2 separate regions of the Mus musculus genome follow, and region 1 is linked to region 2. Evidence: chromatin contacts called from public Hi-C data. All regions are on one chromosome and are shown on one strand. The core of a region is the stretch at or near the end of the contact, and the rest is flanking DNA. Distances in the headings are between cores, read along the strand shown. Region 1 overlaps Slc5a1 (solute carrier family 5 (sodium/glucose cotransporter), member 1). Region 2 has its middle 16 kb from the start of Gm40278.

The links. Hi-C and Micro-C count contacts between places; a contact is called where the count stands out from the background.
Region 1: a contact with region 2 is called in a Hi-C map of liver, with 4 times the contacts expected there. The contact joins two enhancer-like sites. A contact is called at or near these places in 9 of 39 promoter capture datasets (the 3T3-L1 cell line, embryonic stem cells, hippocampal neurons and 3 more), 4 of 15 datasets of contacts at CTCF or cohesin (CD8 T cells, embryonic stem cells and large pre-B cells), 200 of 484 Hi-C or Micro-C datasets (the 3T3-L1 cell line, 3T3-L1-derived adipocytes, the 4T1 cell line and 108 more), 23 of 115 datasets of contacts at active chromatin or transcription factors (the 230-238 cell line, PVALB interneurons, acute myeloid leukemia and 15 more) and 3 of 9 other capture datasets (adipose tissue, liver and pancreatic islet).

The regions. Positions count from the first base shown.
Region 1 is chr5:33,140,837-33,144,194 of GRCm38.p6, forward strand. It overlaps Slc5a1 (solute carrier family 5 (sodium/glucose cotransporter), member 1), which reads left to right. Exons shown (of 15, transcript NM_019810.4): 6 at 3,127-3,232. Among named protein-coding and RNA genes, the nearest start is that of Slc5a1, 38 kb to the left of the region's middle. Within about 2 kb of position 1,300, at least 12 of the 459 cell types and tissues checked have an H3K27ac peak or open chromatin away from gene starts, as enhancers often do. A contact at or near this core is called in liver, where this site is marked.
Region 2 is chr5:33,054,763-33,057,948 of GRCm38.p6, forward strand. No RefSeq gene overlaps it. Among named protein-coding and RNA genes, the nearest start is that of Gm40278, 16 kb to the left of the region's middle. Within about 2 kb of position 1,804, at least 6 of the 459 cell types and tissues checked have an H3K27ac peak or open chromatin away from gene starts, as enhancers often do. A contact at or near this core is called in liver, where this site is marked.

The DNA.
Region 1 (3,358 bases), core at 50-2,549, 86 kb after region 2:
GATGATGATGATGACGATGACGATGACAATGACAATAATAAACCTGATAGTCTGTTCAATACAAAATCATCAACCTTGAAACCACAGCCAGACAAACATCAATACATTTTTAGGTACAAAAATATTTATTAAGTTATTTAATACATCAAGTGCATAGCTTTTAGAAAATGTAAAATTCCTATAATGAGCATATATTTATAAACTTTTAAGAGTTTTTTTCTACTTCTAAGTGGTTATGGTTACCTTTTCCAAAATCCTTGAGATTTATGACTTTTGTTTATAATAAGCCAAATGTTTACTGATCTTGTTATTGGCCAAGCAGATATCTCAAAGATGAGGAAAAAGGAATTCAAGTTGGATATATTTCAGGCAAAATGCCAGAAAAATTCAATAATGTCAAACATAATAATTTGAAAACATATTTCTTAATTAACTAGTTCCCTATTTTATATTGGCAAAGATTGTCAACATCTAAATTCAGAACATTTAGCTCTGAAGCTCTCAGAATGCTTCCCTTTCATTAGTATAATGGTAAAATCCTGGAACTTAGGCAGTGCATGTCACTGGTACCTTTTCTTGAGATGGCTCATGTAGTCTGGCAAACAGTGATAAAGTATCTCAGTGCCTGGTGTTGAACTTGTCCCAATGTTGAGTCTCTGACCTCGCCCATTTCTTCCCACATCCTTCCCCCGGGAGATCCGAGTTTTTTCTAGTTCTCTTGTGTGCTTTTTTTTATGCTTTTGATGTTTTGGGAAGTAGACAGGCTTCCATTTGATGAGGGAAGGAGCGACCTAGTCCAGGAGCTGAGGCTGATAACAGTCAGCAGAATTCCCGGATGCTGTTGGGGACATGTTAGGAACCAAAACTGAGACTTTGAAGTTCATTAAATCTTCTCTGTGTATCCTTTAGTGATTTTCAAGTCTTGTATATTCTTCAAATAGAACATTTTGCCTACTTAGCCCAGGTTTTCTGTTTTTAATTCTTTCTTTGCCTCCGAGGCTTCCAGTTTCTCCTGTTGTCTCTTTAATTCGTTTCCATGAAGAGAATTTCTCTTTTCTGAGCACTTTCAGATTGTTGTAGTTTACCTTAGCTTGATTATCCTTCTCTCTCCACGGTACGGAGTTACTGTTGCTCTTCCAAACACCGTATCTGTTCTTCTTCCAGGGCCACAGAAGAGCAAACTCAACCTCTCAGCTTCCAGTTTCGCTTTTCCAACTTGGCCTCTTAAATGTCGGCATTCTTGTCTTACTCTCTCGGCCATTTCCTTCATCTTTGTTTATTAGTTTGAATTCAGCAGGTCGTTCTCCGCGCCAGTGAGGTCATGTAGATCAATCAGCAAATGGCTGGTTGGCTGAGGTCACATGGATCTGCAAACAGCTGATTCAGAATTTTTCTTTTTCTTACATTGTGTTTTCAGTACTTACCGTTTCCTGCTGAAGTTTTAACTTTTCATCTCCTAATGCCATAAGACTTTGAGCTTTCCTTGGCAGCTTGTACTTTACGTATTAATTCCCAATCTCTTTCCAATGAGAGAAGTTTGTGCTGTTCAACATGTCTTGAGAATTTCATTGTCTGACTGCAATCCCCAAAGTATAGGCAGAAAGGAGCAAACACCAATACCTTTTTGAATATCAAAATAATGCGTGCTGTGTTAGTCTTGGTAAACTGTAAAATTCCCTAGAAAGGAAGAAAAACACCCCCAGGAAAACACTGACAATTGAGGCGGATAGTAGGGGCTAAAAACCAACACCTGAGCCTTCGAAATAAAACAGGTTTACTCAGCTGGGGTCAGCTATAGTCACTTAGTTATGGTATCCTTAGTAGGAATTTTGGGGTCCCCAGGATAGAATTCATGAGAGGAAGAGTTTGTACTCTCTCTCTCTCTCTTCCTTTCCTTCTCTCTCCTCCCTCCCTCCCTCCCTCTCTTCCTTTCTTTCTGTTTCGATTAAGCACAAAAGTTTCCTTTATCTGTGCTGGATACAAGCAGCATATCATAAAATTAAGTTTTCTATTAGGCAACACTTAAGCATCTGCACCTGCGAGCATGCACGAATAACATCAGTATGTGGATTTAGGCATTAAATTCTCAACTTTATGACACACTGAAACCATAGCAAAGGGCGGAAGGATGTGGGAGGGGACCTAAGCACTGCAGGGCTCTAAGCAACTGCAATAGAGTGAGGAAGAGGCTCATGAAAACTGTGTGTGTGTGTGTGTGTGTGTGTGTGTGTGTGTGTAAGAGTCCAACCCCTTTGTTGGTCCCTTCCCAAGGAGTCTGATTGGATTATTTTGCAGATTTCTAAAATTTATTAGATATTATGCAATAAAATAAAACCTCATACATTCCATGAAGAAGTCTAATTTCTCTCTGCCAAATCTGAAAAGATTTACCAAGTCGCCTCTTCCTGGTAGCACAACATTTTGGCACCCTCTGCTGTTTTAAATTAGAAACTGCACATCACCCAGCCATGTAGCTTAATTAGAGGTAGAGATTGGAAGAATTGTATAAAGAACACAGTGGATTCGACAGTATGAGGGAACAAGCCCCCCCTGAAAATTACTCCAGACAGTGTAAGCCGAATCACTAGAAGCTTGTGAGAGGCCCTTGGTGTTCCGGATGAAGTCTTTTTGGGCCAGGCAGGTAAAATTAAAATTCTGCTGAAGAAGCTGGTGAGTGGGGCTAGGTTTCCCACTTGCAGATCTGAAGCATTAAGACTTGTTTTTGTGGGCAGACCTGTGCACACGGATGCGAAAAAGCTAGGAGTCATGGCTAAGGGCAGCAGCTGACGGGTGGGATGCTGACAGACTCTTTCATAGTTAAATGTTTGTGGAGCATCTTGTCCCATGATCCTCAGTGAGGGACTCACAGTGTATGGTACTAAAGATTAAGGGACGTCGTGTGGCATGTGGCCACTTTCAATTTGCTTAATCTAGCATTTCATAGATTTTTTAAAAATTATGACCACAGAATCCTTCTTGTAATGTGCTAACTATTATTATGAATAAAGCTTAATATACTATTAATACTATTAATGTACTATTATGAATAAAGCTTGCTTGAAAACCCAGGAATACCCCTGTGTCCAGATAGCCTCTCTCACTTCTGCCTCTCTTCTCTCCTTGCAGGCAGACATCTTCTCCGGGGCTATATTCATCAATCTAGCCTTGGGCCTGGATATATACTTGGCCATTTTCATCCTGCTAGCAATCACTGCCCTTTATACAATCACAGGTGAGTCTATTCAAGAGAATCCAAAGCTTGAGCCTGTTCCAGCATTAGTCACATGTTAGGATGGAGGCGGTAGGATTTGAGAATGGCTGTTACTTGGTCTCCACTGCAAGCCATGTGGATGAATGT
Region 2 (3,186 bases), core at 554-3,053:
GAGAAACCAACCTTCATCTTGGACCCGCAGCTTCTAGAACTGAGGGAAGATACATTTTTGTTGCCTAAACCATCTCATCATGGCCTCTCTAGAAAACCAACCTTCAATGCAGACTTTCCACCCTTCTCTTTGGCCTGTCAATCCCGTTGTTACAGAGGAGGGAGGAGGGGCTTGAGGAGAACTGTGAGGACCTAGCACTGTGGGTTGCCTGGGGCTGGGGGCTGCACTACACTGTTGTTTGCTTCAAGAACAGTGATAATAATAGCAGGAGGAGATGGTCTTAGATTTTCAGGAGTGAAGCCTGAGACAGGCTGGAACATGAAGATATTTCTGCACTGTGTGTGTCTGTGTGTGTGTGTGTGTGTGTGTGTGTGTGTGTGTGTGTGTACAAGCAGGATGGGAGCAGCTCTTGCTGCCCAGTTTCTTTCCTCTTCTTCTTTCCCTCCCTACCTCCTTCCCTTCTCCTCTCCTCTTCCTTCCTTCCCCATCCTCCTCCCCACCCCTCTTCTTTTCCTCCATCCTCCTATTTCTTTCTTCCCTCACCCTCCCCTCTACCTTTCCTCCTTCCTTCTCCTTCCTTCCTCTTTGTTTCTCCTTTCTCCCCCTCCTCTTCTCTTCTCCCTCATCCTTGTTTCCTGTAGCCTAGGCACTGGCTTTAGATGTACTTCATATCTGAAGATGACCTTGAACTTCCTCTCATCTTGTTTCCATTTCCCCAGTGTTGGGATCACAGGCATGCCTACCATGTTCAATTCATGTGGTGCTGAGACTTGAACCCAGGGCTTTATGTATGCCAGGAAGGCAAGCCCATCCACCAACTGAACCGTCTCCTAGTCTCCTAGTCTCCTAGCTACATTTTCTTACAAGGCAGTAGAGAAATTTTCCAGTGTCACAGCTAGAGTAAAGAACTCTGGTATCTCCACTGGAGTTTACTGTAACCAGGTACTGTCTGGTTTTAAAGCAAACTGCTTCACTTTTCATGTGACCTGGGACTTGCTTGTCAAGTGATCAGCCCATGTCACCTGACAAATTATAGAAAAAAACAAATTACAGAAAAAAAAAACAAACAAAATAAATCTCAAGTGGTCATCTCAATAATGAGTTTATGTCAAGCGTGGGCTCATAGGATCGAGGGTCAGACATGGCATGATTTCTACTCCAAAGGAAGTATCCAGGCAAGAGGAAAGCCATAGCATACAGTCACCACAACCCAGGTGGCCACCTTTATGTGAGATACAGTGGAGGAGGCTATGGCAGAGGGTCTTGAGGAGGCAGAAGAGGTTTGATGGAGGAGGTAAGGATTGGCAGAATTTAATAGGAAAAAAAAAGTTGCAGGGAGTGGCAAACTCTGATCTGGAGGGCTGGACAATGGCACCTGGACCACGGAGGCAGGACCTCACCATAGAGTTATGCCTGGTAAAGATTAAAAGAGAAAACACGAAACTAGGTTAATTTTTGAATTATTTTGGAACTGACCCAGCCCAATGGTTAATCTGTTTGACCCCTTTAGGAATGGCTTGGACCCTGTCCCAGGTGTACCTAACACAAGCTGAGGATCTGAGGCAGCCAGAGCAGAGCTGAGAAGGGACCTTGGAGCTCACACTATCCAAGCCGTGAATCTTTCCCAGAGGCAAAATGAGGACAGGGCAGAGCAGGCGAGAGGGGCTGGGATTTCACGAGGAGTTGATGGTCAAAATAGGGCCCCGAGCTCAGGTTTCCAGAGTCAGTCTAGGCTCTTTCCTAGACCATTACTGGGCTGAGAAGTGAACGGGCTTCAGAGACTTTTACCCAGTGCTGGGCAAGGTCAAAAGTCTAGGTCCAGTCTCATCTATGTAGCTGTGTAACTGTTTCAGGGTGTAGCGTCAACCGAGTTCCTTGTCAGTAACCAACACCAGCAGTCTCTGGGCCTGGGGTCTTTAACAGTGACCAGAAACCCCTGTAGCTTCCACCAAGCTAACTGATACTGCTAACTCTCCAGAAGGACTTGGGGCCTGCGACTATATGCTGTGGTTTTGTGGTTGTGAGTTTTTTCTAAATGCTTATTCTGCTCTTAAGGAAGCTGAATCACCTGACACCTGAAGAGAAACTCTTTTAAGATTATGTAAGTGTGTGTGTGTGTGTGTGTGTGTGTGTGTGTGTGTACGTACGTGTGTACCTGTGTGCAGGTAGGTGCCCATGGAGGCCAGAAGAGTACACTGGAAACCTGGGCCTGGCGTTAAGGCAGCTGTGAGATGTTGTGTGGCCTTTGGGAACCTAACTTGAGTCTTCTGCAAGAGCAGTGTGTCCACAGACCAGAGAGACGGCTCAGCAGTGAAGAGCACTGGCTGCCCTTTGGCTGACCAGGATTTGATTGCCAGCACCCATGTGGTGGCTCACAACCATCTGTAACTCCAGTTTCAAGGAATCTGAGGCCCTCTTCTGGCCTCTCTGGGCAGCAGGAATGCATATGGTACACAGACACAGACACACAGATACACAGACACACAGACACACAGACACAGACACAGACACATCCATACGTGTGTTAAACATCCACAGACAAAATATATAATCTAAAGAAATTACTAACAAAAGAGCAGTATGTGTGCTTAACTACTGAGCTGCCTCTCCAGCCGTGTTCTGTCATTTCTTTAGAAAATGTATTGTTATTCCTCTAGAAACTCTAAAAGTGTCTTTCTTGGCCATTTCTTTGGACTCTACTGTTTCAGGACTCCAATTACTATGTAGCAGGAGATAACTTTGGGCTCCAAATTCTCTCTCCCCATCTTCAGAGTATTGGAGTCACAGGCATCTGCACTATGCACAGTTTTGTGTGATGGTCGGTACTGAATGCAGGCCTGTGTGGTTGCTAGGCATGTACTTTACCAACTAAGCTACACCCCAGCCCTCCACTATATTCTCTCTCTCTCTCTCTCTCTCTCTCTCTCTCTCTCTCTCCCCTCTCACCTCTTCCCTCCCTCCCTCCCTCCCTCCCTCCCTCCCTCCCTCCCTCCCTCCCTCCCATATGTCTGTCTGTCTTTCTTTCTTTCTTTCTTTCTTTCTTTCTTTCTTTCTTTCTTTCTTTCTTTCTTTCTTTATTTCTGTTGTTGTTTTCGAGACAGGGTTTCTCTGTATAGCCCTGGCTGTCCTGGAACTCACTTTGTAGACCAGGCTGGCCTCAAACTCAGAAATTCACCTGCCTCTGCC